Linked DNA regions of Aedes aegypti: region 1 is linked to region 2. Evidence: chromatin contacts called from public Hi-C data. All regions are on one chromosome and are shown on one strand. The core of a region is the stretch at or near the end of the contact, and the rest is flanking DNA. Distances in the headings are between cores, read along the strand shown. Region 1 overlaps LOC5564323 (long-chain fatty acid transport protein 4). Region 2 holds the start of LOC5564323 (long-chain fatty acid transport protein 4).

Region 1 (3,879 bases), core at 1,264-3,763, 40 kb before region 2:
AACCTTATTTTGAGTTGATGGGGTAGAAGTTGTTTTCAGCCATGCAAAAAAACTACTGGCTAAGTTTTTTTCACTCAACCGGCAGATCAAATAACTCAATTTCCAGTACTATGCCACTTACTCAAATTTGAGATAACGCACTGAGGTTCGGTTTTTGGGTTGTTTTGTTCTTCGCTCTCTGACAACAATAGAAGGAGCGAATGAAATAGGGAGAGAAAAACAACTCAAAATTAAGTTAAAAAATACTGAAAAATGAGTTTTACGTTTTCTCCGTCAATTTTGTTGATCTATATACTGACAAACATGACACCCGATAACATCATAAAAATGTGCAAACTAAAAAGTTCAGTTTTTGGGCCGTATTTTTTTTAATTCTACTCATTAGCATTGTAGCAAGTTAATTAACTTTTAGTACGCGATTCGGCCAAATTCCTTTCGGCCAAATGGCCGGACACTTGAAAAGTTTCAAGGTGTTTTATGAATTTTGTCCAAGATGTTTTATTTCGTCCTTCAGAAGAATTGATACAGATCTCAATATATCTTCTATCTTCTATAAATCATAGGAGGCCGTTAAATCGCCACCAGCGATTGATCATTATCAAACTTAAAACCTTCAAGCAAGTAGTAGATATGTTATGTTCATGCTCACCCATATAGGTACTTCAGATCAGTGGTGGCTGCAGAAAAACGATGACGAACGATAAAGCGCCCCACAGCCACAACTGGAAAGCCATTACGAAACACGCTTACAACGCGACTTGTTGTCAGTTTTGCAGTAAAAGATAGCAATATGAGGTAAATAAAACAGCTGGCGGCGGCGATGAGCGGACTTTAGCCTCGCGTGGCCTTGCAATTCTGCGCTTGCAGCCAAGAGAGGGACGAAATGAAAAAACGTCATCGTCGTTGTTGGGTTTGATTTCATTGGACTTCACTGTTTACTGCACTAGTGACAGAAAGTGAAAGCGTGTAAATTATGACTTTGATAATAGCAGGCGAGGCACAAAAGGGATATAGTACGCTACGGTAAAAGCAAAGCAAGCCGGTCACGATGTTATCAAGAGCTGTAATGTACCGATAAGATTATGAGCCGGTCTGTTATCGCTATTACAGAAAGAAAATACTTCTAAATCCGTATAAAGAAATTCGGCCTACGCCAAGGCACAAACCAAAAGCCATGACAGTCAACCTGTCGAACGTGTAAATATGACGTGTTGAATAAATAGTTCTGCAGGAAGCTCGGAAGACATGACAACCAACAACGCCAAGGTCCAATAGACCGGTCAATCGAGAAAATATTCATATCATACATCGGCTCTGGCTACTTGGTATGCGACGAAGAGTTCGGCTGTCAAATCGACTGGCTTGGTGTAGAACGCGTGGTGGAGTGCACTGGGCGACGATAAAATGACGGAATGTCACGCACGTTCGAACCACGCTGGAGACTCTGATGAGGTGCATTCTTCCTGATTAAGGTTTTGTTTAAGCCGCTTGATCGATATGACCAAATTATCATTCGATTCGATTTAATTTTATATCTGATTCAACAAAAATCCCGTCTGTCTTATCAATGCAAAGTATCGCAAAAAATAACTTAATACAATAGACTGGTATCACCTTGCTTAACCTGTTGAGGCACTAGCACACACTCCAGTTCCATTCCGGAGAAGTCAAGAGTCTTGCATAATAATCGCGCACAGTCGTGCTGTGTTTCCGTCTTTTGCTGCTACTGAATAGCCTGGTGCTTGTAACCTCCACTTAATGCCTTATAGGAAATTCACACTAGCTTGCTCGATCGAGGCAATTGTTCAGCCCGCAAGCTAATTATTTGCGATTCTGGTATGAGAGTTCAATTTGACGCTGGTGCTGCAAGGTCAATCAGTCGCCACTCATCATCATCATCAACGTCAACAGCGTCATGCCATTACCAAAACAACAGCAGCAGCGGCCTACTAGATGCTCAATCACGGTCAACCGTCGATTGCTTCACGCCTAATATGCGGAGAGCCTCGAAGAAACCGGTTTCCTCTCTCAAGATCCAAGCAAACCTTGGAAAACACTTTCCACCGCCTGGCCATCGTAGTATCTCGTGCTTATCCAATGATCACTCGTCCATGGAAACCACAATTGAAGAAAATCTCTAAATTTTCACTTAAACCACGAAAGGCAATTAGCTACCAGTACATCTACTCATCGAGCCCTCCCGTATTCCACGTGTCACCCTCTGAACTCACTTCACATCCCGAGGGATCGTCACGGCTGCGATGTAGAACCAGCGCCACTTTCCACTGGCAATCAGCACGGCCAGCAGGCCGATCAGCACCGCCGGCAGTCCAAATTCCCAACCCATGAAGTACCAAACGAGGACGATACCCGCGATCGAACAACCGAATCCGACAAACTGAATCACGTACAGAAAGACGCGACTGATCCGCTCACTGGTCGAGCGTGGACTGCCTGCTCCGGGGGGACTCCTCGCGACAACAGCGCTCGATGACGTCGAAGAGATGTTGAACCGCTGCTGCTTTTTGTCTCCGTCGACTCCGTTGGTGGCTTGGTCATTTTCTACGTGTCCCTTCTCTATGTCGATGATGGATGGCTGCAAAAAGAAAGAGAGAAGCGAAAAAGTCGACGGTCAGTGAGGAGAGCTTTGACGACTTAAAAGCTTATAGCAGAAGCGAGTTGATCGCGGTTGCGCACTAGCTGGCGCAGTTGGTTTGAGCTTTCGCTATCGCTAACAGAGTAAAGTTGTATAGCCGCAAGACACCTAGTAGGCGAACGTGCAGGGAATGACAACATGTTACGTTGCAATGGTAACGACCTTGGTGGTTGGGTGACTGACTAGAGCAGTGACCTGGGCCTCAATGAAGATGAAAAAGGAATGTAGCGTAATCCAAATTGAAGTGACATAAAAGTATGTGCGTTTTATTAAATTTTGATTGGTGGTCAGTCACTTTGAATCACTTGCTTGGAAAATGTTATGCAATGTGTGGATAAAGAGTAATAGAGATCATTACTCTAATGATAATAACTAGCGCAAACGTTTAAACTTTTTTCTTATAGTCTCTATCTTCTATCTTCTTTCTTCTATCTTCTATCTTCTTTCTTCTATCTTCTATCTTCTATCTTCTATCTTCTATCTTCTATCTTCTATCTTCTATCTTCTATCTTCTATCTTCTATCTTCTATCTTCTATCTTCTATCTTCTATCATCTTTAACCATCTGCTAAAGAATAAGGCTATACAGTAATTTCTCGATTATATCACGGATCCAAATTTTTTTGGCGTGATATATCTAAGCGTGATATAATGAAAATGTATTTTTTTCTGTATAATTTTCATCAAAATATGAGATTTATGTTGCAGGAATAGAGCGAATGAAATGAAAAACACGCAGGAGATGGATCAAATTAATATATGATCATTGTTTAGGATTATTCTTCAATGCAAAATGTATGAAATTCATACAATTACTGAGGCGTGATAAAATCGAACAGAAAACCGTGCTAAAATCGAGAGTGATTTAATGAAGCGATATTAAAACGAACAGTGATAAAATCGAGAAACTACTGTAAAACTATCTGTAAAGCTACCGACTATAAAATCTCGTTAGGCAGGTGGCAAACATCAAGTCCACGAGGTTGAATCAGAACTCATTAATGGAACGGTGCTAAAATGTGGAAAACCGAGGGAAATGATTTACGTTTTGAAGATCTGTTGACAAATTTGTTCTAAAATAACACGAAAAAATAACGTAAGAACTAATAATATTATTCACATCCTTTTTTAACTAGTTCACACTTGTAATAACATGACTATCTTGCTAATTTCTAGAATCGTGTTTACCACATAAGTTTTTTTTATAATAATTAACATTCAAAC
Region 2 (3,915 bases), core at 183-2,682:
GGGTAAAACAGTCATTTGAATTTGATAACAGCTATTCATAAATATTTGAGAGTGTTTTATTCTATTTTAGCGACCTTATGAAAAAATGTGTCTTAGAGACTATTTGACGATCAAACTGTTTGAAACTCAGCTATAATATGCATATTGTATAAAAAAAAAACTTTGATTTTAACTACTGGTCCAATTGGTTTTGAAACTCTTGATGACGATTTCGGTTGAAAGTGCTGGAAATTTATTTGGTCTTCATAAATCTAATCAAATTATTCTAAGATAGTCAGATTTTAACTATTTATTATCAAGATGACCATATCACCCCTTACTCTCCTACCGTCCTTTGGTTCACAATTAACTTGCACAAACGATACTTAATGTGAAATCGGCTACCGTTTCGTACAGCCAACCATCGTTGTTATACTATCTATGGAAAGACAGAGGTATACAGTCGAGCCCCGATCAAACGACACGTCCATACCACAAGGAGACAAAAGTGCCCGGTTCTCTTACCTTGGTTTCATTGTACACCATCGTGAATATTGATTACTGATCCATATAAAGGTTCCCACTGGATTTAAATCGAATTAGTGTACTCGATCGAGGTGATTTCTTTTGCAACGGTTTAGTCACTCCGCATATGCACACGTATGAACGATACAGACACTATTTTTTTGCTTTCCGTGTACAATATTTGGTACTCTTCAACGTAACTTGTTTCGACAAATTTTCCCACAATCACTCGTCCGATTCGGTTAATCCAAGTAGGCACATCTCCACCCCAGGCGGCATTCGTTTCTTTCTCAACAGATGAAATCACACACTAAATTCTTCCTAATCATTGTCAACCCGCGAGAATGACCGATAAAATCCCATAAGCCATTTTACGAGACAGTCGGATGACGTTTTCTGGCGGGCCGCTCATTGTTATTGTTTTAAAAACTAGTATGATATGTGAATGGCGCTGGTAAAGTTTTTGTTGGTGATGACATTTTTATCTCTTTCTGGCTATTTTTCTACGCGGTTACATGTCTGATGTTACCAGTAAATGAAATAAATTCTTCCCTGCCTGCTGATTTTGATTTTACTGGGGAAGATTGAAAAGCTCGTTGCACGCCATTATTGAATGAGCTCCTCCCTAATGTGGCGCTAGAAGAAACGTAAATAAATGGGCCCGCCAGCAAGTTTCAAAGCTGGTAAACAAACAAAAAACATATGATTCGAAACGTCTCATAAAATGGCTTATTCCCGGAAGTTCGGTCTGTAATTCCAGCCGCAGAATGACACGCGTTTAAAAAATAAACAAACAATCGAAGAATTTCCACAAACAATCACTCGCGAGTTCGAAACGGTTAATCTACGTGGGGAAGCACGTGGTTGGCGCACGCGTCGTTAGGCTAACAATCCGAACAGGTCGACGGTTCAGGCTGAACTGCTGGCGCGCGCCTTTCCAGTCTCTAAGCAACGCCACCACACGCCGCAGTTCTTCGTCATCATCAAACAAACGACGGTGAGCTTAGCGCAGGGACGGCATACGAAAAAAAAAAAAATAAGCATGCACAAGTTCCTATCGCCGACCGAGGATTCCTTTTTTACCACTTGCCTGTCTTTGGCGAGGTTCGGAGATTCGGAGAACTGAATTTGGAATCGATTGTCTGGTTGGCCGGGGTCTCCCCGACCGAAGAATGAATCTGTCACCTGCAAGGTGCACACAGTTTGGACTCAGATTCGCATGGACGTAGGTATGGGGATGAAGGGAGGGGGTCATTATTCCCCTTCGCACCGGTCGAAGAAAACATCAAATAAAGTTCAATGCTTAGAAGACTAATCTTATGTTTAAATTTTCCATACTGAGAAGCCGAAATTTATGGAATTTTGAATTTGTTCTATAAAATAATTATGGCACTTTTGCAAATTGAATATGTTTCAAATCTCGCCAAAAAAAAATTATTGCTCTTCAAAAAAAAGGGTGATTTTTCTCCATAGTGCCACGTTTCATATAAAAATTTAGATAATAACGCAAAGGGGATTGTTTTATCCGTGGAATTTTCAAAATTAACTTAATGGTCGTTAGCCCCCTGATGGAAGACCTACCTACGCCCCTGCAGATTTGGGCAATAGACAAACTAAGACTGAGATTGAGAGACTATATGGAGGATCTACCGGCCGGCGGGGGTCACTAACGACGGGTCGTGTCTACCGGAGGTGAGTTTCTCTATACAGAAGAGCTAACGGCTGCAACCTCAGCAGGCTTTCGTAATGTTCGCATTGAAAAGGTGGCGGCTCAAATCGTAAGGTCGCGTGATCACTCTTGAAGTAGGCTTTGAGATTTTTTTTTTTCGGAGGGCACTGCTTGGTTCTGAGGTTGCTTTGACTAGCGAAGGTAATGACTTTGATTTCTCGCTACGAGATGATTGCTGGCGGCTTCGACCATTTTTTATTACTTTTGAAGAACGTCGAAGGCGTTAGGCTTCAGTGAATGTTTGTATATGCGATGCTGTCACCGTTGTTGACTTAAAAAAACAGCAGCACATACATACAAATGGCAAAGGGCAAATGGGCACACTTCGGACTGAAAAACAGAAGGCGCAATTGAAAACAGCCTGCCTATCTACACGTGAAAGTACGTGACGTAGGTACAAGAAGAAGATTGCAGTAAGTAATGGGACTTTCGCCGTTAGTTTACCGTTAGCAGTGGCGTTTAATCCAGGTCTCTAAACTGTGAAGGCAAAATCGGCGAAACAGATGTTCCATATTTGTTATTTGACTTTTCCCGGGTTTGTTTGATGCAGCTTCGTTTGAATATGCAAATTAATGGTCCGATCAAAGTGTGGTGGAGATCTGCAACAGGCAACAGGCTTCGTATATAAGAGCATCGTGCTGTCCAGTTTCAGAAAATTTGGCAAAAACCGATAGATAAAATCTATCACTACAAATACAGTGATGACATAGGCAGCATTCATTTGTTACGTTAAGGCTGATTTGCTGCTGACAAGAAGAGGAATCGCCTAGTGAACCTTTATATGAGAGATAAAAAATAAAATGGAATGATTTGGCAACAGACCAGCAGTGCTGAGTTTTTTCCGCGTCGAGAATAATATTGTAACACGGACATGACTTCCTCATTGCTTAAAAGTGTATTTTGTTTCGTTATAGAACTATGAGCTACATTTCTAAACTAATAAACATAAACATGGAACATACAACATACACTTCGTAGTTGCTACTCCGTGTTCAATCAGGATAGTGATATTGCACAGAGAACCACTCAGATGAAGCTTGGGTCTTAGCTTTTTTCCATCTTCAATGTACAATCACACTACAATTGATATTTTTCGATTGATGCTAAACTAAATATTGCATGACAAAAATTCAAGAAAGGAAAATATTTCACATTTTTTGTAATATGCAAAACAACTTTTACCGAAATAATTTCAAGCGGATTACATTACTCCTCAAGAAAAATTCAAAACAAACATAATGCATGTTCATTTGACTCACGCTTTGACAGCTCTCGCTGCTCGATTGGTTCACACTTTGACAGAAATGTCAGCTTCTACGAATCTCTCTTATAAAGGATCAGTAGAATCGCCTATCTCGATACGTGGAAGACTGGTCAAGAAAATCACATTTCTTTGATCGCAGTAAGCAGTTGAGAAGAAATATCGAACACTTTTTCAAATCGACGTACCTGTCTTCTAAAACTGTTTATAAATAAATCTCATTTTTACCATATTTTTACTGTGTACATCGCTTAAATTTTGCATGCAATCAGCTCGCGTTAAAACACTAGGTAGTTCCTATCGTTTCCCACAAAATTGTATGATAAAATTCATTCGTTTCATTCAGTTACTTGCGACGTGTCTGTACCAGAGTAAAATCGACTCAAGTAGTGTTTTGTTTTGATTCGTGGTTAAGTCACTC

The links. A called contact is a pair of places that touch in the nucleus more often than the background predicts.
Region 1: a Hi-C map of whole pupa shows a contact between it and region 2, with 2.4 times the contacts expected there. The contact joins the enhancer-like site here to the promoter of LOC5564323 in region 2. A contact is called at or near these places in 2 of 2 Hi-C or Micro-C datasets (whole body and whole pupa).

Annotation. Positions count from the first base shown.
Region 1 is chr3:12,537,580-12,541,458 of AaegL5.0, reverse strand. LOC5564323 (long-chain fatty acid transport protein 4) reads right to left here. Exons shown (of 9, transcript XM_021854362.1): 3 at 2,232-2,596. Among protein-coding and RNA genes, the nearest start is that of LOC5564323, 41 kb to the right of the region's middle. Within about 2 kb of position 2,513, at least 2 of the 3 cell types and tissues checked have open chromatin away from gene starts, as enhancers often do.
Region 2 is chr3:12,496,402-12,500,316 of AaegL5.0, reverse strand. It overlaps LOC5564323 (long-chain fatty acid transport protein 4), which reads right to left and starts at 1,432. Exons shown (of 9, transcript XM_021854362.1): 1 at 1,300-1,432; 2 at 505-789. The coding sequence starts at 525.